Linked DNA regions of Mus musculus: all the other regions are linked to region 5. Evidence: chromatin contacts called from public Hi-C, HiChIP or PLAC-seq and promoter capture Hi-C data. All regions are on one chromosome and are shown on one strand. The core of a region is the stretch at or near the end of the contact, and the rest is flanking DNA. Distances in the headings are between cores, read along the strand shown. Region 1 overlaps Pard3b (par-3 family cell polarity regulator beta). Region 2 overlaps Pard3b (par-3 family cell polarity regulator beta). Region 3 overlaps Pard3b (par-3 family cell polarity regulator beta). Region 4 overlaps Pard3b (par-3 family cell polarity regulator beta). Region 5 holds the start of Nrp2 (neuropilin 2). Region 6 overlaps Pard3b (par-3 family cell polarity regulator beta).

What was found. Promoter capture Hi-C pulls out the DNA fragments that hold promoters and counts their contacts. A called contact is a pair of places that touch in the nucleus more often than the background predicts. HiChIP or PLAC-seq counts read pairs in DNA pulled down with a chosen protein or histone mark.
Region 1: a Hi-C map of the N1E-115 cell line shows a contact between it and region 5, with 11 times the contacts expected there. The contact joins the enhancer-like site here to the promoter of Nrp2 in region 5. A contact is called at or near these places in 11 of 39 promoter capture datasets (the 3T3-L1 cell line, 3T3-L1-derived adipocytes, cranial neural crest and 6 more), 13 of 484 Hi-C or Micro-C datasets (the C2C12 cell line, MC3T3-E1-derived osteoblasts, the N1E-115 cell line and 6 more), 12 of 115 datasets of contacts at active chromatin or transcription factors (bone marrow-derived dendritic cells, bone marrow-derived macrophages, craniofacial prominence and 8 more) and 3 of 9 other capture datasets (adipose tissue, embryonic stem cells and liver).
Region 2: an H3K4me3 HiChIP or PLAC-seq map of embryonic forebrain shows a contact between it and region 5, with 6 times the contacts expected there. The contact joins the enhancer-like site here to the promoter of Nrp2 in region 5. A contact is called at or near these places in 12 of 39 promoter capture datasets (the 3T3-L1 cell line, HPC-7-derived erythroid cells, cranial neural crest and 7 more), 1 of 15 datasets of contacts at CTCF or cohesin (pro-B cells), 2 of 484 Hi-C or Micro-C datasets (the AML12 cell line and ganglionic eminence), 18 of 115 datasets of contacts at active chromatin or transcription factors (the NIH/3T3 cell line, astrocytes, bone marrow-derived dendritic cells and 13 more) and 2 of 9 other capture datasets (embryonic stem cells and pancreatic islet).
Region 3: a promoter capture Hi-C map of hippocampal neurons shows a contact between it and region 5, with 25 times the contacts expected there. The contact joins the enhancer-like site here to the promoter of Nrp2 in region 5. A contact is called at or near these places in 11 of 39 promoter capture datasets (the 3T3-L1 cell line, the C10 cell line, the HPC-7 cell line and 6 more), 1 of 484 Hi-C or Micro-C datasets (cerebellum), 21 of 115 datasets of contacts at active chromatin or transcription factors (astrocytes, bone marrow-derived dendritic cells, bone marrow-derived macrophages and 14 more) and 4 of 9 other capture datasets (adipose tissue, embryonic stem cells, liver and 1 more).
Region 4: a contact with region 5 is called in a Hi-C map of olfactory sensory neurons, with 2.9 times the contacts expected there. The contact joins the enhancer-like site here to the promoter of Nrp2 in region 5. A contact is called at or near these places in 2 of 39 promoter capture datasets (the 3T3-L1 cell line and hippocampal neurons), 1 of 15 datasets of contacts at CTCF or cohesin (pro-B cells), 8 of 484 Hi-C or Micro-C datasets (the HL-1 cell line, bone marrow-derived macrophages, cortical neurons and 5 more), 20 of 115 datasets of contacts at active chromatin or transcription factors (SST interneurons, astrocytes, bone marrow-derived dendritic cells and 15 more) and 4 of 9 other capture datasets (adipose tissue, embryonic stem cells, embryonic tail and 1 more).
Region 6: an H3K4me3 HiChIP or PLAC-seq map of embryonic basal ganglia shows a contact between it and region 5, with 4 times the contacts expected there. The contact joins the enhancer-like site here to the promoter of Nrp2 in region 5. A contact is called at or near these places in 10 of 39 promoter capture datasets (the 3T3-L1 cell line, 3T3-L1-derived adipocytes, cranial neural crest and 5 more), 1 of 15 datasets of contacts at CTCF or cohesin (pro-B cells), 4 of 484 Hi-C or Micro-C datasets (adipose-derived mesenchymal stem cells, embryonic stem cells and uterus), 22 of 115 datasets of contacts at active chromatin or transcription factors (the NIH/3T3 cell line, astrocytes, bone marrow-derived dendritic cells and 16 more) and 3 of 9 other capture datasets (adipose tissue, embryonic stem cells and pancreatic islet).

What each region holds. Positions count from the first base shown.
Region 1 is chr1:62,084,576-62,087,558 of GRCm38.p6, forward strand. All of the region lies in intron 4 of Pard3b (par-3 family cell polarity regulator beta), which reads left to right. Among named protein-coding and RNA genes, the nearest start is that of Pard3bos2, 50 kb to the right of the region's middle. Within about 2 kb of position 1,731, at least 15 of the 459 cell types and tissues checked have an H3K27ac peak or open chromatin away from gene starts, as enhancers often do. A contact at or near this core is called in the N1E-115 cell line, adipose-derived mesenchymal stem cells and craniofacial prominence, where this site is marked.
Region 2 is chr1:62,015,073-62,018,040 of GRCm38.p6, forward strand. All of the region lies in intron 3 of Pard3b (par-3 family cell polarity regulator beta), which reads left to right. Among named protein-coding and RNA genes, the nearest start is that of Pard3bos2, 120 kb to the right of the region's middle. Within about 2 kb of position 1,474, at least 8 of the 459 cell types and tissues checked have an H3K27ac peak or open chromatin away from gene starts, as enhancers often do.
Region 3 is chr1:61,821,437-61,824,434 of GRCm38.p6, forward strand. The region is part of intron 2 of Pard3b (par-3 family cell polarity regulator beta); the gene reads left to right. All of the region lies in intron 2 of Pard3bos1 (a long non-coding RNA gene), which reads right to left. Among named protein-coding and RNA genes, the nearest start is that of Pard3bos1, 42 kb to the right of the region's middle. Within about 2 kb of position 1,540, at least 1 of the 459 cell types and tissues checked has an H3K27ac peak or open chromatin away from gene starts, as enhancers often do. A contact at or near this core is called in hippocampal neurons, where this site is marked.
Region 4 is chr1:62,047,422-62,050,121 of GRCm38.p6, forward strand. The region is part of intron 3 of Pard3b (par-3 family cell polarity regulator beta); the gene reads left to right. Among named protein-coding and RNA genes, the nearest start is that of Pard3bos2, 87 kb to the right of the region's middle. Within about 2 kb of position 1,365, at least 11 of the 459 cell types and tissues checked have an H3K27ac peak or open chromatin away from gene starts, as enhancers often do. A contact at or near this core is called in olfactory sensory neurons, where this site is marked.
Region 5 is chr1:62,701,931-62,704,870 of GRCm38.p6, forward strand. It overlaps Nrp2 (neuropilin 2), which reads left to right and starts at 1,387. Exons shown (of 17, transcript NM_001077404.1): 1 at 1,387-2,347. The coding sequence starts at 2,275.
Region 6 is chr1:61,996,479-61,999,254 of GRCm38.p6, forward strand. The region is part of intron 2 of Pard3b (par-3 family cell polarity regulator beta); the gene reads left to right. Among named protein-coding and RNA genes, the nearest start is that of Pard3bos1, 130 kb to the left of the region's middle. Within about 2 kb of position 1,368, at least 13 of the 459 cell types and tissues checked have an H3K27ac peak or open chromatin away from gene starts, as enhancers often do. A contact at or near this core is called in embryonic basal ganglia, where this site is marked.

The DNA.
Region 1 (2,983 bases), core at 481-2,980, 620 kb before region 5:
CAACCTTCAAGCAGTTTTAGCCTGTTTTATAAGTGTGTATATTGGATATGTGCACATATCTGTATGTGCATACACACACGCATGAATGAATTGGATTATGAAAGTCCTGCCTTTCTTTATGAAAGAGAACACTGTTCTTTACCTGAAATAGCTTTAGCTGAGTTATGAGTCAGAGAGATGTCCGAGCATGACTTCTCTGCTCCACATTTAACTGAGAGCTGGTGGCTGAGGTCAGCACTTTGGATTCTCAGACATTTCATTTTAGAATTTAAACAATGAGCTGGTTCAGAGAATTAGTAAAAATTATAGGGTGAGAACAAGCCATTGTTATTCTGCTCATGAATTGTTATAGAGGCTAATTTTACAAATAAACCGTGAAGAAAAACAGAATAGAAATTAATTCCAACGTAGGAGATTCACTTATTTGGACTTCTTTTTCTGTCAACAAAATTGTGAGTTCTATAATATAAACTTAGCAAGCCCATCAGTCATAATGTTATACTTGTCTAATAGCTGTGTTCAAAGACTTCAAAAACACTTGGGATTTTAATTTTAGGTTTCTCTCTTATACCACTGCATCTAAAGATGTTCCTTTCTAGCTCTTCTTTCATTCCATCTTTTCTTAATAGGCTTTTCTAGTTTTGACTGATGTAGAAGACAAAAATACTTCTAGTACTTGGGTTAATTAGAATATGGGTGACAGAGTATGGTAAAATGTGATTTTAGTACTCTGCTCAAATCCAGTTTTGACACCGTTGAAGTTTATTTTGATGTAGCTTATTCTGAAGATCAACATCCTATTCTCTGAATGGCTAATACTGTAACCTATGAAGAATGTATAGATTGTGAATGATTCTTTCCTAAAATGTGTATAACTAAAAAAATAAAATTAAAATAAAATAAACAAGGAAGCTATTGCTATTATCCATTTAAACTCTATACTAATGACTTGTACGTTCCTGGTATGAGTTTTTAACCTTGGTGAGAATGGATTCAACTTTAAATTTTATTCTAATGTCCTATGAATGTCTATGCATTCATAGAAGAGCAATGAAGTTTTCCCTCTAAGATACCAGTAGTCTGAGTGTATTTGCCAAGGAAATAATAAAGACAAACATTTAAAGTAAAAGCCTGAATATCCATACAGAGGCAGTATCATAAAATGGTGTCTACAAAAACACACATCAATCCATTCAATGAAATAGCTGCCTTTAAAAATCTCCTGTCTAAACACAAGTAGCCAGGTATGTCCAAGGTCAGAGTCAAGGTTGAGAACCATGGGTTTTGTTGCTGATTGTTGTTATTGTTGTCCTCTTCCATGATGGCCTTCTGGGCGTCAGACAATTGAGAAACATCCGTAGTGCAGACTGGAAGGGTTAATGAACATTCTCCCAGCTTCTGAAAGGAATACAACTTTCTCTTCAGATGAGGATTTTTTTTTCTCTCTCTCTCAAAACATACACCCTCCTGAAGTGTGTGTTTCATTCTGGCTTCTGCTTACAAAGCAGAGTTAGTCATAGAATGACATCGTACAGACATTAAACAAGACTTTTCTTTCTCACGAGGGGGCCCCTTTCCTAATGGCCCTGTGCCATAAAGTTGAATTCTGAAGTAGATGAATCACATTTTAAAAGTCGCTACTGTGTGTGTTTTACGCTTGTGGAAACACGTAGCATCCTCCTAAGCAGCGTGTGGCTTGTGACAGAGGTGCTTTTGATGTCTGATTAGATGATCATGGAGACATCTGGAGTGAGTTAGGTTTAAAGTGACTGTTGTGAGCCAATGGAGGCTCCAAACCCTTCAGATAGAGTCAGGCTTTATTTTGTTTTCCCCTAAATCACAAGCTTTTGCGATATTTAACTGATTTTTTTTTTTTTGAGCCTTCTCTCCAGACAGATCTCCATACTTTTCCAAAGTAAAAATGGATGAATGGCATTTGTTGAAAAAAAAATCATCAAGGGTTATTGCTGTGGGAAGAAACTGGCAGCTAATGCATCTGAAGTCAGAACTGACCGACTTAGTACTGAGAATGATGGCTCTGTTACCTCTGCCTTTAATTTCAGTCACTACCAATCAAACATGTTAACATATAGATAAAATGTATCTGGTTTTAGTTCCATTCTTACAATGATCGAAAGCAAAGCAAGCAGATCTGGACGCAGCTGACACTGTTTAGATTGCAATGCTGCTGTGTGTGGAGAGCACTCATTGAGAGATTACTCATTAATACAGCAAATTGTATTTGAGTGGTTGCAAAATATGAGCATTGCATAGAGGCTGTGTAATTTCCAGAGAAATCCTTTACCCAAAATATTTGGGATTAGAAGTGTTTGGAATTTGCAATAATTCTGGATGCCGAAATAATTTCATTCATACATATATATATATATATATATATATATATATATAAAATATTAAAATATTATATATATAATATTAAATATATATATATATATATATATATATAATCTTAAGAACTAGGCCTGATACTAAGCATTAAATTTATTTGTTTTCTAAGCACCTTAGATACACAACCTACAGCAGTTGTATTCAACATTTAAATAATCTGATTTTTTTTTTTTTTTTTTTTTTGCTGTAGCCTACTCACAGGAATTGAGGGGCAAGCTTTTCCACTTGGGTTATCAGGTTAGTGGTGCTCAGTCAATAAAACAATGTTCTCTATGTATTCATGAGTAAGACTATTATTTATCTATAATAGATGGGTAGACTCATATACACACACACCCCATATGATTTTTTTGCCTTAAAATCCCTTTTTCAGAGCTTCCAAAATGTCCACTACATTTCTTCTTATGACAGTCTATGAAAACTCCTTTCCTTCTAAGGTCATGGAAAGACGCACATGGTCTTTGTCATCTGAAGCATTTAAGTGTCCAGGTCAGGGTTTTAAGTACATTCATTCACAGCCGTGCCTCTATCATCACTGCCTCTAGAGTTCTGCAGTTTACAAAACTGAATTCTG
Region 2 (2,968 bases), core at 224-2,723, 690 kb before region 5:
TGGGTCTCTGACACCATGCTCCTGCATTTATGTGACATTTTTTGATGAACTATATATTTCAATTATCCATGCCCTTTAAATGCTAGATGTGATAATAATAACACTTCATATCCTTTTGGAATTGAGATAAAGTAAAAATTAATAAACAGATACTATGAAAAATGTAAATTTAAAGCTAATGAAGAAACCAAGACTAGAGAGTTGAGGTGCCTCAAGTTGCTTTTTAATCCCATAAGTTGCTGGTTATTCTCCTCTCACTTCATACATACAGTATGCCTGTGCCTGTGCCTGTGCCTGTGCCTGAGAGTGTGTGTGTGTGGAGAGAGAGAGAGAGAGAGAGAGAGAGAGAGAGAGAGAGAGAGAGAGAGAGAGAGAGAGAGAGAATGAATCTTACATCAAGTCAGTATGTGAATGGAATCCTGTCAGAACTTTTACTACAATGTAGGCATCTCTACACCTTTGCTGACATGTCAGGTTTAGGGTCATACTGGGGGCTTTCACTTTGAAGTTTTGAAGCGTAGCAGTCCTCTACCTTTCCCATGGCTGTTCATATCACTTTTTTGGATCAGTAGTACCTGATCCTCTCTTCTCCAAAACACATGTAGCTTCTTGGGACTTGAAAACAAGCAACCTAGAGCTGGTACAAGTCCTGAGTTCCAAATGTGTATCCTCAGCCATGTAACTTGTCTTCGTGATGATTACAGCTTTCCACACAAAAATGGATGAGGTCCCATCTAAATGAAAGTGAAGGTACAAACTGAAGGTCCCATAGATTGCTCCTGATTATGTTACCATTATCTGCAGCTTCTCATCTATAAATGAAGCCTTTGCTTTGCTTTGCTTTTGAGAGCTCTTATTATCTCCAGAGTATCTCACTGACACATAACAAAGTTTGAATCTAGCTCTGTGCCCCTGTCACTTTCCATCTTATGACCCCAATTAATGAGGAGTTTTATTTTGTGTTTTTTGATAATTTTCTCAGTACTTGATTGAAATTTGCAATTTGGGGTTCAAGCTTACATGAGAAGATAGTCCTTTGGTTATAAATTATTTTAGCAATACAATTTAAATAGTGTTTCAGGATAAAAAGTCCTTTGGATTTGCCTGTTGCCATTCCTGTGATCTGTGTTACCTAGATGTGAAGCGATCTGATTAAAGTTGGAAGTTGAATTAATACTAGCTTTATTCTCTCTCCTTTAAACTTTGGAGATGAGGTGCTTTCTGCTGTGAGTGAGTCTTGTTTCTGAGACTTGAAAGGTGCCCTGGATGTTTTATTGTTTCCATGTGTGTTTGTGCTTCTTCAAAACAGAAATGGAAATTATGATTATATGTTTGCTATAATAGAATTATTTTCAAAACACTCATGTCTCTCTTCTTTATTTTCTTTCAGTAGTTCTCAGAAAACACTGTGTAGCCCTGGATTATTGTTGGAAATCCCTACCATTTTCTTTCTGAGTTTCAATAATTCAGGCTACAAAAGCAACATATGGGAACATTTTTCTCAGTTCTTAAGGAAACCAAATCCCTTTATGGCCCCGATCTTCAGGAAAACATAACGAAGAGAGAAGCTTACTCTTTTAATTAGGCTGTAGTGTGTAGGTAGCTGCTGTGCCCATAATGTGAGTTTAAGTCTTGGCATCTGATCCTAGACAAACACACTCACACCACACACATAGCAGAACTAAAGTGCACGGTTGGCTTGGGCTCCTGATGAATCCTTTGAATCCCCACGACAAAGCACTTAAGCCTGTGAGGGATCCTTGTTGCTAGAAGTTCTCTCCTACAGGCTGGAAACCAAGAGTTAAAATTACCACAGAGCTGAGGTCATTTGCTTGGGTGAATCCATAAGTCATAATTTGGTCATTGACTTTCATCCTATTTGTTTCTTTTGAGGCTGATTATTCAAAAGTTAGCAGCTATAGAAGGGCTTTTCTTTCTTTTCTTTTTTTCTTCCCTGAGAGCCTGGTATTTTTCCCCTGTGCAAGCCAGATGAATGATGCTGTAATTAGCTATGGTGACCTTGCTAGGCTATCATCCATCAGTCATGGCTACATAGTCAACAAAATGTGTGCTGCTGTTCTGGTATGATGGTAACTAAATCAGGACTGAGGAGGTGACAGCCTGTCTAACTTATTCTGGGTACCATTCTTCTTTTGCTATTGTTATTTTGGTTTTTATTTTAGTTTTTGTTTTCAGAATACGTGAAATGTTGCATGGGGTGAGGGGGGTTGGGATGGGGCAGGGAACAGGGACTAACAGGTTATTCAGTAAATATCCAAACTGTATGTTGGAAAACTGCCAGATCATACTAGTCAATTAAAAGAATAAAGTCAATACTAATGCCGCCCAGTCCTGAGAAATACTAACACTAATTACCATACAGGAGTAACTTTTGTTTGTATTCAGCTAAGCACAAAGCTGCATCTTGAATGTGGCTTGTATATTGAATGTGCAATTTAAAATACAACTAGCACTGCTACTCTCACAGAGCAGTGTCAGGTGTCTTCAGACTTCTGCCCAAGCTGAGCCCCTACCTCTCTAGAAGTTGAACATGATGAGGTCTGCATACAAAGTAGTCTTTAGTCTTATAAATAGATTTTAAATGATATTGCTTATGAAATGATGTAATGGTGTATTTTGGTGAGAATATATATGCACTGTCTCAACTTCTCTTTTTGTCTATTTTATATTCATTTAGACTTAGATCTTAGTCTCATTTTCATTCTCACTTTTCTGACTCAATTTTACCCACACTTTATCTTTTTTCCTTAATTTTGTACAATATACCTGTGTATATTCGTTTCACTGGTAAATGGTTTCATTTAACACTTAAGTGACTGCTGAATAGGAAATTGTTTTAACAGGGTTTACATTTCACAAAACTGTAAGAGAGTACCTGAAACACAGACTTTGATACTTGGTCGTGTCTAGGTGTATTTTGTAAGTTGATTGTGTGACCTCTAAAAAA
Region 3 (2,998 bases), core at 290-2,789, 880 kb before region 5:
AAGTCTTTACATTAAAAGTCATTGTAAAGCATCCTTATTTTGTAATTTCACCATAGGCAACCATTTAGTGTACTGACAGCTCTTAACCATTTTTTGAAGGCCAATTTCTACATAAAAACAAGGTTATATTGTGTGCCTGTGGGAGAAGTTAATATTCATTTCTCTCCTGTCATCTGTGAATTTTATTGAAATTGTAATTGCCTGTCAGCAGAAGGAGAGGGGGATCTTAATAAAAGCAATACCAGAGCAGCCCTGTAAATAAAAACGAAAACAAAAACAAAGTCCTGATTCTAGTTTGGTTTTGAGTTGTGGTATTTGTGGTCTTCACTAATCACTATGGTACAAGGTTGTGATGATTCTCGTCTCCAGGATGGCAACTGGGCCCATACTAAGTTTTGACTGTATCCTGAAGCACATATAATTTGAGGAGGGTATACTCCTCAAAAGAACATAAGACAAAAGCAATCAGCTTTGGACATTTATAAAACTTCTAAAAGGAAATATTAGTTTTACTCTAAGAGCCCCAAAATGGTTTTCAGTAGGACAGTCTAAAATTAAGTAGTCGCTCAGCTCAAGGTAAATGACGCTTTCAGGCAAAAGAAGGGAACCTCAGCTCTGCCATGGGTGTGAAGGGACCAATGTCTCTATACACTCGGCCAGCCAGGTTTTCAGCCCCACTACTGACAGGCAGTGTTACATTTCCAGTAGAGATTCTACTTTATCTTCATTCCTTTTGTTCAGAGCATTTCTTTATAACTTGATACTTTCAAATGAAGCCACCGAATGAATACACACACACACACACACACACACACTAAATAAAAATAGTTTAGTTGGTTGGTTATGAGCTGGGTAAATGCAGCAAGGCCAAAGATGTTGATAGTTTAGAGCACCTCAGCGTGGGTGTGGCTATCCCTTCTTTGAAGTTTTCTGTGTTTTAATACAGGATCAGCAAGAAAGCATCTCACTCATGTTACTTTAGCTAGCCTCTGACTCACAACCAAGATCCTAGCCACACTGCACACTGTCCACCATACCCATGATAGTTCAAGGGTTAATTTCTATGTTGCTAATCCCATTTTCAGGGTATCATAATAGGTATTTGCAATAAAGGCAAAAGAAGGATTATGTTAAAAAGTACAGAATTTAGAATTCAAAATTTTAATGTTTTACATGTGTGTGTGCATGCATGCACATACTTGAGCATATGTCACAGAACATGTGTAGAAGTCAGACCACTTTTGGAGGCAGTGTTCCGATTCTGCCATTGGATTTTCAGGTATGGGGCTTGGGTTATCAGGCTTAGTGGCAAGCATCTTCACCCACTGAGCTACCTCTCTGGTGCCGAATTACATTTAAAAGTGTGAAGCTTAGGGATTGGCCTACTTGCCTTTACCTTAAGTAGGCCAGGTGCCATGGGAAAATCGTCCTGTCTAAAGCCAGTGTTTCCTCATCTAGTGATTAAGGCCTGTAAACATGGGATGGTTAGTATAGTGTTGGGCATGTGTCAGCCTTCTGCACCATGTACCCAGACCTGAAGCTGTTGCTTAGTCATCGATTCAGCTTTGTACTCTGTCCATCTGTTACGATTGTAACTTTAGTAAACAGAATAGGTGTTTAAATTCATTTGAATATTCTCCCTTGTCTGAATTTTAAAACTGTGGAGACCAACAAATTTTTATTTTGATTTACATATCAGTAAGCTTAGAGCTAAATTCATTATTCAGTTGCATAATCTGCCCAATTCAAATCTGGGAACAACTACAATGTTTTCTTTAGTTAAGTCCTAGTCTCTTTGATCCTTTAATTTCTAAGTTTATTCCATCTCAATCTATAAATCACTGCCATACCTTTGGCATGAATCTGAATTATATCAAATGCTCTTTCTCTAATTCTCTACTAATCTGTATTATGTTCAGTTGCTTTCACTATGAGATATTTCTGTCATGGGATTTTCCTAGACCTAAATGGAAACATGGCCAGTCCCTCAAAACCTCTCATAGTGCACTATACAGACAGTATGTACATACACAGCTTATTTAATGCCACTACTGTTAGCTTCTTTGCTTTGGGGATTTGTTTTGGTGCAGGAGTTTGCTGTGATGCTCCTGTTGACCTGGACTCAATATAGATGTCAGGGTGGCTTCAAACTTGCAGTGAGCTTCCGCCATCCAAACAGCAAGGTGGTAGGAATTGACCATTATCTGCCTGTAAGGGCAGCTGTAAGGCATAAAGTGCAAGTCAGTTCTGGTTGAAAGAGATATGTTTGACATTTAGTTAAATTTTTAGGTAAGTTTAAGTAAAACTGATGTGCATGATGTGCAAATTGGCTCCATCAAGCACTAAGCATGTGACTTGCTTACCAGTTTGTCAATTCTGTTCAAGAGAAAAGTCAGCATTAAGTGAGATTCTAGTTCTCCTTTACAGTGAGAAATGTTCACTAAAAAGATACTGATTAAGATTCTATAAGCTTTGAATTGCTGCCCTATTAAAGAATTATCTTAAACATTTTTTCCACATTGTAGCTAGGTGGCCCCAAAAAACTGTTGAATATTTTCTACCAGTGTGTGGTATTGTGCATGATTATTCATGAATTGAAAGTACAAAAGTTCTATGAAACTCCAGCTGATAATAGTATACGAGGTCATTAGGAAAAAATTATGTCTACACTGTAGCATCCCTTATCTCTCCAAGGTATTGGTGCTGTCCAGGGGTGCTGCAGTTATATAAAACCCACAGATCTGTTACTGATATTGGTATAGAAGCCCCTTCTACAGCACAGGCCTGACTCTATGATTGTTGCACAAAGGTGTTAACCACTCCATTACTTGATTTTCTCATTTGTAAAATAAGCATTCAGCTAAGGGGATTGCTAATACTCCATTCATGTATACTAGTCTTTAATTTTTTTCTCTGAAAATAACACAAAGTAAAATGCTGTATTTAAAACCAGATGATATTGTAGTATAAAGAGTTAGTAGCTGAATAAGTGGGAAAT
Region 4 (2,700 bases), core at 115-2,614, 650 kb before region 5:
AATTAAACAAAAGCAATTGATTATTCATAAGGGATATTTTCATTAAGCTTGGGCAGCCTGATGAATTGTTCTACCCACTGAAGTTTTTTTCCTATCTAAATATCCTTGATTAGGTGTTTAGGAGCAAGGTTCCCCCCATCCCCAGCAGTCCTGTGCAAATAACCTGTGAATTCTTCCTCTCCTGCTTCCCACCTCCCTCGCCTGCTCTCTGCTCTCCAGTGAGGCTGCATCTAGAAGCCCCTATGATGAGAAAGAAGGAAGGGAATAGGTAGGTAATGGAGTTAAGCAGACCTGGCTACTCTCTTACCTTCTGGTCCCTGTGACCCTTGAATGTTTGCCAAATTTCATTCCTTCCTTGTGTCTCCTCCTTTGTGAAGCTAACAGTCACATCTACATTTGCAGAGGTCTGGGGATTGGCAGTATGTCTACAAAGTATATAAAGGTGTGTCTAGCGATAGCTATGCCAATGACAAGTTGCAAATGCTTATGGGTGCAGGGACCTCTCCATGGCAGACAGCACGATGTTCACTCATAGATGGATGCCAGGCTGATCATTGTTGCTGGACATATCATAGTCTGCCAGGAAAAGTGTATATATAATTCAGTGAAGAAGAATATTTCTTAAAGCTCAATTCAATCCCAACCCTTTCGAGGGAAGAGCCCTCCAGACAGTTTTGGCAAGCTGGCTTGCTCATCTGCTACTTTTCTGGTCAAGGCTCTTTAAGAAGACGGATGAATCCATCTGTTATAGTTGTTTTCTTTCTTCTTTCTTCCTTTTTTCCTTATAGAGTAGCATTTATTGATTTTTAATTGTGAGTTCCATCTGCTTTAGCCTTACATGCGTGAAGTGTTTTCAGCTTCCAAAAGCCTCTGCCCTCATCTGGATTGTTGTCTTTTGAATGACACCAGTATTTTGCCTGGCTTTGCTCAGTGGACATAACACAGGGTCTTTAATTTACTGAGTCTTTCTTTCCTGTTTCATCCAAGCCAGTGATTTGGTAAACTCTTAAATTCTTGATAGCCTAAATGAAGCAGTCTCAGCCACTGGCCTGCTATCCTAATCCAGGCTTTCTCACTGGGGGACTTGCAGGCAGACAGGACCATTGACATAAACAGTGAGGTCAAAAGGAGACCTGACAAGAGACACAGATAAGTGTAATTTACTACATAGATAGCAAATACGCAGGAGTGATACTTCCTCATTAGAGATAGGCAGCCAGTTTTCTTCTTTGGAAATCAAAGATTACAAAGATTAAGTTTACCTTACCACAAGATTGAGTTTACTTCTCAGGTGTACCTTCTTCCTGTGTTTACCGAACGTGTGCTGTTGCCAGGCACTGCAGTCAGCTCCTAGTGTAAACAGAGGTGTCTGGGACCTTGTAAAGCATCCCCAGCTGGTGTTATAAACAGGTGTGATGTGTCTAGGTACACAGAGTCTACCAATTTACCTGTAGCACCCTTCTTTCTAATGACCATCCAGTATGAAATGTGATCCCTACTTTCAGGAGGAAGGATAGAAGGGCGGGACCTACTCACTGTTTGAATATGGCAAAATCTCATAGCCTTGGTTGAAAGTAACACATTGTACTAGATGTGTAGCTAATGCATGTGCTGGTTAATCAAACATCAATAATACGTGACTATGTTCTGTTTCATTTATATGTCATAGTTTGCCTGGCCATTGAGTTGTACTGGTCAAGCTATTTCTATTACAAACTCTCACCTTCAACAACTGCAGCCTAAGGGAGCCAGGCACTCACTATTCATACAATAAAGGTGATATGTAGTACAAAATCACCAGAATGTGTGGTTCTATTTTACTAAACAACTTAATGAGATATACTTCCTAACATATAATTTACTGTTTGAAATATGCAGCTCAGTGGGTTTTAATATATTTTGAGAGTAATGAAATGACCATTACAATAATCTCTAAAACATTTTAACAAAAATTCTAAAGAAATGGTGTTTCTCTTACCTTGTCCCCCATCAAGTACTAATCCACCTTTAGGTGCTAGGCATCTGCATGTTCAGTGCATGTCATACAGTTAAACTCATATAATGTAAGACCCTGTCTGACTGCCCTTGTTCACTTAACAAGAGCATTGACTCATTTATTGTTTCTTCTTACTGATAAATCATATTTATAGGTATAACCATCTTTTTTATTCATATATAAGTTAAGGGATATTAGCTAATTTGACTACTGTTTATGTATTATAAATAGTGATGTTGCAAAGATTTATACACAGATTTTTATAGACCCCTGTTCTCTCCCTCCCTCTCTCTCTCTCTCTCTCTCTCTCTCTCTCTCTCACACACACACACACACACACACACATACACACACACCACACCACATACACACACACCACACACCACACACACACATACCCACACACCACACACACACACACACACACACACACACACACACGAGAATGGAATTGCCATTTCACAAGGCAACTCTGCATTCAGTCATTTGAGGAACTGGCATGCTGTTACCTAAGGCTTGGCACCACTTTACCTTCAGTGGACTAACTTGTCCTTTTTGTATCTCTACTAGCAATTGTTGCCATCTGCCATTCTAGCAGAAAGGAAGATATTCATTATTTTTAACCCAAAGTAGCACTAATGATTCTCAAAGGAAAAGTATTCAAGCAACACAAACAGAAACTGAGGGAAAGTCACAAGAGAGTG
Region 5 (2,940 bases), core at 137-2,636:
TGCTCTCTGGAAGAACTCAGAGGGCCTCTAACTCCAGCCCTTTGCAGCCAGGCAGTTAAGATTAACCATGTGGTATTCAGGCTCTGGACTTCCACTGGAAAATCCCTCATTTAACTAGTTGCAAATCACTTCTGATTCAATTTTGTTTGTGTTTATCTCCATGTAAATAACAGTTAAGTGAGAGTTACAGATTTTTTTTTTCAAACACTGGCTGTGATAAACAACGCTAATGGCAAGTCCAGATAAGGAGAGAAACCACCCAGAAGAACCCATAAGTCCACGCTAAGGGGGAAAAATGGTATAGTCAGATGTTCATGTCCCTTCTCACCCAAACTTTATGTTTCCTAATCTTCAGACTGCTAGGAAGGGGACTGAAAAGGTTGCCAGGTGTGCTCTGTTGGATCTTGATCATGGTAAAGCAAGGGTGCCTGGTGAATATGACAGTTGGGGATCACCCAGCCACCCTCAGAAACAAAGATGCAAGTGTTTTCTCCAACTGTTAGCTTATAGCGCCTTGAAACAGTTTTCATGTCTCCACTTAAAAATAGGTAACACAATGCTATTTTCTTTCTGTCAACATTGTGACCACAATACCTTGGGGAAACATGAACAGAAGTAGTTACAGTAGCAGTCCAAGAGGCCTCCCTGTACCTATACTATGTTGGAAGCTTGAAGGTGTATTGGGTGGCCAGGGGTGGGGGTGGGGAATTTAATTGCCCGGAGAAATTCTTTATTCAATAAAATCGTCCCTCGTTTACAGATAGTTACAAGTTAAGGGCACATGTTGAAGTAAATCCTAACCCAGACCGCAGAGGATCCTGTTTGGGACACAACAAAGGATCTGAGAAGTAAGCCCAAGAAGTATTTGAGGTTTGGTTCAGAGAAGGCTAAAGGCTGACTGTGTGTGTCGCCGCCACGCTTTGCTGCCTCTGGGAACACAGAGCTGAGCCGCGGACTGGCTCCCTACGCCAAACGCGGTCCGCCACCCAACTCCTTCTGTAACGCCATTGCAGGTGGCATTGTGTTGGATTCTGAGTGTGTAGCATCTGAGTCTCGGAATTTAGGGGAAACAAGAATTTCCCGGGCTCCGCGGAGTTTCCCTCCGGCAGAGGCAGCGCGCCCTGAAGGGAGGGCGCTCCTTGCTCCGGGTGTGACACACCCGCAGCCCCGCACGAAGGTGCGTGGGGCGGGAGGGAGGTGCGGACTGGGAGAGGGGCGGCAGGGTTGCGTGGCACCTTAACTTTGATCGCGCGGCCGCGGGGCTGCGAGCCACCGCCGCCCCGCCCGAGCTGGGTGCCGCGGTCCTCGGCTCTGCGCCGCGCGTCTCCGCGGCTGCCTCTTTAATCAGGAACACAGAAGGGGCGGGCCCTGAGCGGGCGCGTAATCGGATCGCTCTGCCGCGGCTCTGACATCCACATGCTGCTCGGCCTGAAAAGGCGAGGGGGGAGCCGGAGGGGAGGCAGAGGAGGCGAGCAAGGCACCAGCCTGCAGCCCGCCCCCGGCACATCCTCTGAAGCACAGACACTCGGCCGGGCGCTGGGCGAGGTGGAGGTGAGGGCGGGCGCCAGCGAACTCGGAGAGCCGCTCGCACACTCGCGGGCGATCCCAGCCGCCGCACCCGCAGCAACACCAGCAGCACCGGCCGCAGCAGCTTCCTGCCTCGCACTCCCCTCCAGAGACTGGCCAAGCGGGTGTAACCGCCGGGGGAGGCTCCAGCTTAGGGGAACCCAGAAAGGACAAGAGCCGGACGTCTGACTGCTTACCACTCCGCCTGTCCAGCGGTCGGTGCCTCTGCCCGCGTGTGTGTCCCGGGTGCCGGGGGACCTGTGTCAGTTAGCGCTTCTGAGATCACACAGCTGCCTAGGGGCCGTGTGATGCCCAGGGCAATTCTTGGCTTTGATTTTTATTATTATTACTATTATTTTGCGTTCAGCTTTCGGGAAACCCTCGTGATGTTGTAGGATAAAGGAAATGACACTTTGAGGAACTGGAGAGAACATACACGCGTTTGGGTTTGAAGAGGAAACCGGTCTCCGCTTCCTTAGCTTGCTCCCTCTTTGCTGATTTCAAGAGCTATCTCCTAGTGAGGTGGAGATATTCCAGCAAGAATAAAGGTGAAGACAGACTGACTGCCAGGACCCAGGAGGAAAACGTTGATCGTTAGAGACCTTTGCAGAAGACACCACCAGGAAGAAAATTAGAGAGGAAAAACACAAAGACATAATTATAGGAGATCCCACAAACCTAGCCCCGGAGAGAGCCTCTCTGTCAAAAATGGATATGTTTCCTCTTACCTGGGTTTTCTTAGCTCTGTACTTTTCAGGACACGAAGTGAGAAGCCAGCAAGGTAAGCCCTTCAAAGTTTTTCTATTCATTTTTACACGGTTTCCCCTTTAAAGGCGACAGCTAATGGAGAGAAGCCACTGAGAAGCGCTCATGAGGAGGCTCCCTCAATACTCAATCATTTAAAGGGAGATCTCAGCGGCCTTCTTTACACCACCAGGGCTGCTAAACCCAACTTTTCTCTCTTGCAAAGGGAGTGTGTGTGTGTGTGTGTGTGTGTGTGTGTGTGTGTGTGTGTTTTGTAACAGAATTTGGCGGTGTTCAGATGTCACATATGGACTGAATCAAAGGTTTAAAAATACTACAAAGCCTTTGCATTACAGTTTTGGGGATTTTTTTTTCCTCCCTGTCTTGAAGCAGAACACATCTCCCTTGAGTTTCCTCAACCTAGCCAGTGAAATATAAATCATTTGCATTCCCTCCACTTAGCTACATTGAGCAATGTTAGCTGAAGGGCTTGGGAAAAAAAAAAAAAAGCAAGAGTCTAGCTTTGCTTTTCAGATGTGTGGATTCTTTGCAGACTGGGTGGATACATCTCAGAACCAGAGGGCTGAAGCTGGTGAAGCAAGCCAGCTTGTGACCGAGATGGGAGCTTTC
Region 6 (2,776 bases), core at 118-2,617, 710 kb before region 5:
ATTTGGCGGTTGATTACGGTATGGATCCCCAGATGGGGCAGCCTCTGCATAGTCGTTCCTTCTGTCCCATCTCCAAACTTTGTCTCTGTAACTCCTTCCATGGGTATTTTGTTCCATATTCTAAGGAGGAATGAAGTATCCACGCATTGGTCTTCCTTCTTCTTGAGTTTCATGTGTTTTGCAAGTTGTATTTTTGGTATTTTAAGTTTCTGGGCTAATATCCACTTATCAGTGAGTGCATATCATGTGTGTTCTTTTGTGATTGGGTTACCTCACTCAAGGTGATATACTCCAGATACATTCATTAGTCTAAGAATTTCATAAATTGATTGTTTTTAATAGCTGAGTAGTACTCAATTGTGTAAATGTACCACATTTTCTGTATCCAGTCCTCTGTTGAGGGACATCTGGGTTCTTTCCAGCTTCTGGCTATTATAAATAAGGCTGCTATGAACATAGTGGAGCATGTGTCCTTATTACATCTTCTTGGTATATGCCCAGAAGAGGTATTGCTGAATCTTCCAGTAGTACTATGTCCAGTTTTCTGAGGAACCCCCAGACTGATTTCCAGAGTGGCTTTACCAGCTTTCAATCCCACCAACAATGGAGGAGTGTTCCTCTTTCTCCACATCCTCACCAGCATCTGCTGTCACCTGAATTTTTTATCTTAGCCATTCTGACTGGTGTAAGGTGGAATCTCAGGGTTGCTTTGATTTGCATTTCCCTGATGATTAAGGATGCTGAACTATAGAGGTTTATTTGAGAGCTGCTGGGTTGTCTTAAAAGTAGAGGTTTCTTCTCCCCTCCCCCTTTACAAAATTGGCTGCTGTATTTGTAGCCAAGTCTCATAAATTAAAATACTTGTCAAAATAAATGAATAGTATGTTTGTTATATTCATGACTTAAAATCACATTTGATTGCTTACTCATTAATCCAAAAACTTAAGCAATACACTGAGGATTGCAGTCATTAGGGAAATAAAGCTGAGTTCTCCTAACAGTCAGAAGTCACGGGGAGCATTGCACATTTGTGCTTGTTTCTAAACTGGGCGTGTGGATGGACAAATTAGTTTTACGATTTCAAAAGATATGCTCTAGAAGAAAATCCAATACATAGATGCAGTCTATCAGGAAATAGAATTGGGACCGTGATTTACTAAGTAGATTTTAGATGGAAAATGGTAAAATTCAATTTCCTCTTCAACCTCAAGGATGGACAGAGGCTGCTTTGCACACTTGGTTGTGGGGGTGACCTTTCCTCTCCCTATTCTTGGGAAGTCAGAACTGATGGAGCTGGTGTGTGCAGTAGAGAGAACAAAGCCTATAACCAAGGTATTGTTCTCCCTCAGGGATTGAGGCACGAACACTGATCAGCCCTCTGCTGGGTGGTATTTTTTCATGCACAAAAGCACTGCAGTAGGAGTTCAGAGTATGATGTCCAATTATGCTTCACTCCATTCTCTCACGTCTAAGTGTGTTTCATGAATATTCAATGTCTGACTATGGAAAGCAGTCCTAGCCCAAGAGGCACTAAGGGCTACAGTGATAGCAGCCGTGATGTCATCTGCAGAATGGCATCTTAGAGTGTGTTTGGCTCTGCTCTGACCTTGTCTGCCCACTGTTTTGTTTTTCTTGTTTCTGTGAGCTAACCTGCATTCTCCTAAGAGACTTTGTTTCCATTTAAAAAAAAATCAAAGTATTCATTAAGTCTATTTTAGTGGTGTGACTTATGGTTTCAAGCTGATCATCTATGTTTAGCTAGAAGCAGGTAAATTAAGATCCTCTGCTTCATGACAGGTGGGGAGAGAGGCATGGGTACAGTGTCGCAGGAATACCAGGGTGTCTACAGAAGGCTCTTCACTGGGAAATTCTGTGGGCTACGATGAATTTGAAGCTGATCTGTGACCATACTCAGATCTGGTGACAGAATGACCACTTCCGCAATATCTGTAGCATTGTGTTTAGATGCTAAAGGCTAGGATGGAAGGGTCTTAGCTGTGGAGGCCCTTCTGAAGGTAGAAGGCCAGGTTAGGGGCAATGTTCTATTTGACTGGAATGGAATGGCTCCTACACAAAGAACTCAGCCTAAAGTTCTGCTTCTCCCACAGGGCTGTGCTCCACCTCAGCAATGAAGTTTCTGAGGGGATGTTTCTGAGAGTGTTAAGTTTATGTATTAGGTTAGCCAGAGAATATTAATTTTAGAATGCTATAGAAAATAAAACTAAGACAGCAGAACAGTACTGAATCTGAGTGTTGCTTATATTGTAAATGCATTAGACACCTAATTATGAGATGGTTTTCCATGTCTTATTTTCATCTCTGATGTTACATTAGAGACCTTTTAAAGTGTGTGTGTGCGCACACGTGTGTGTACATCTGTGTATTTCCAACATGACACCATATTTCATGTCTTCGTTTCTAATACTGTATGCTTTCTGAAGACCTTCAAAGCCCTAGAGATTAGACAAAATTGAGGAAGTATGCAGTGCTCTGTTGGGTAAATGGCAAATCATGCCACCCAGTGGACTGGGGTCATCTTTGAGAATTTTCTAGTCTTTTAAACTTAAGGACTTTATCTTTCAGATTCCTTGTATGTCTGGTATTATTAATATATTTGGTTCTGGAGCAAAAGAAATATTATTACTATATGAGCAAGTACACTGAGTTTTAAATTTTCTTGATATTTGTATTGTCCTGGCTATGCTTGTTTTTGTTTTTTTTGTTTTTGTTTTTGTTTTTTTGTCCTGGTCTGCATCCACACACGTTTCCCATAGCT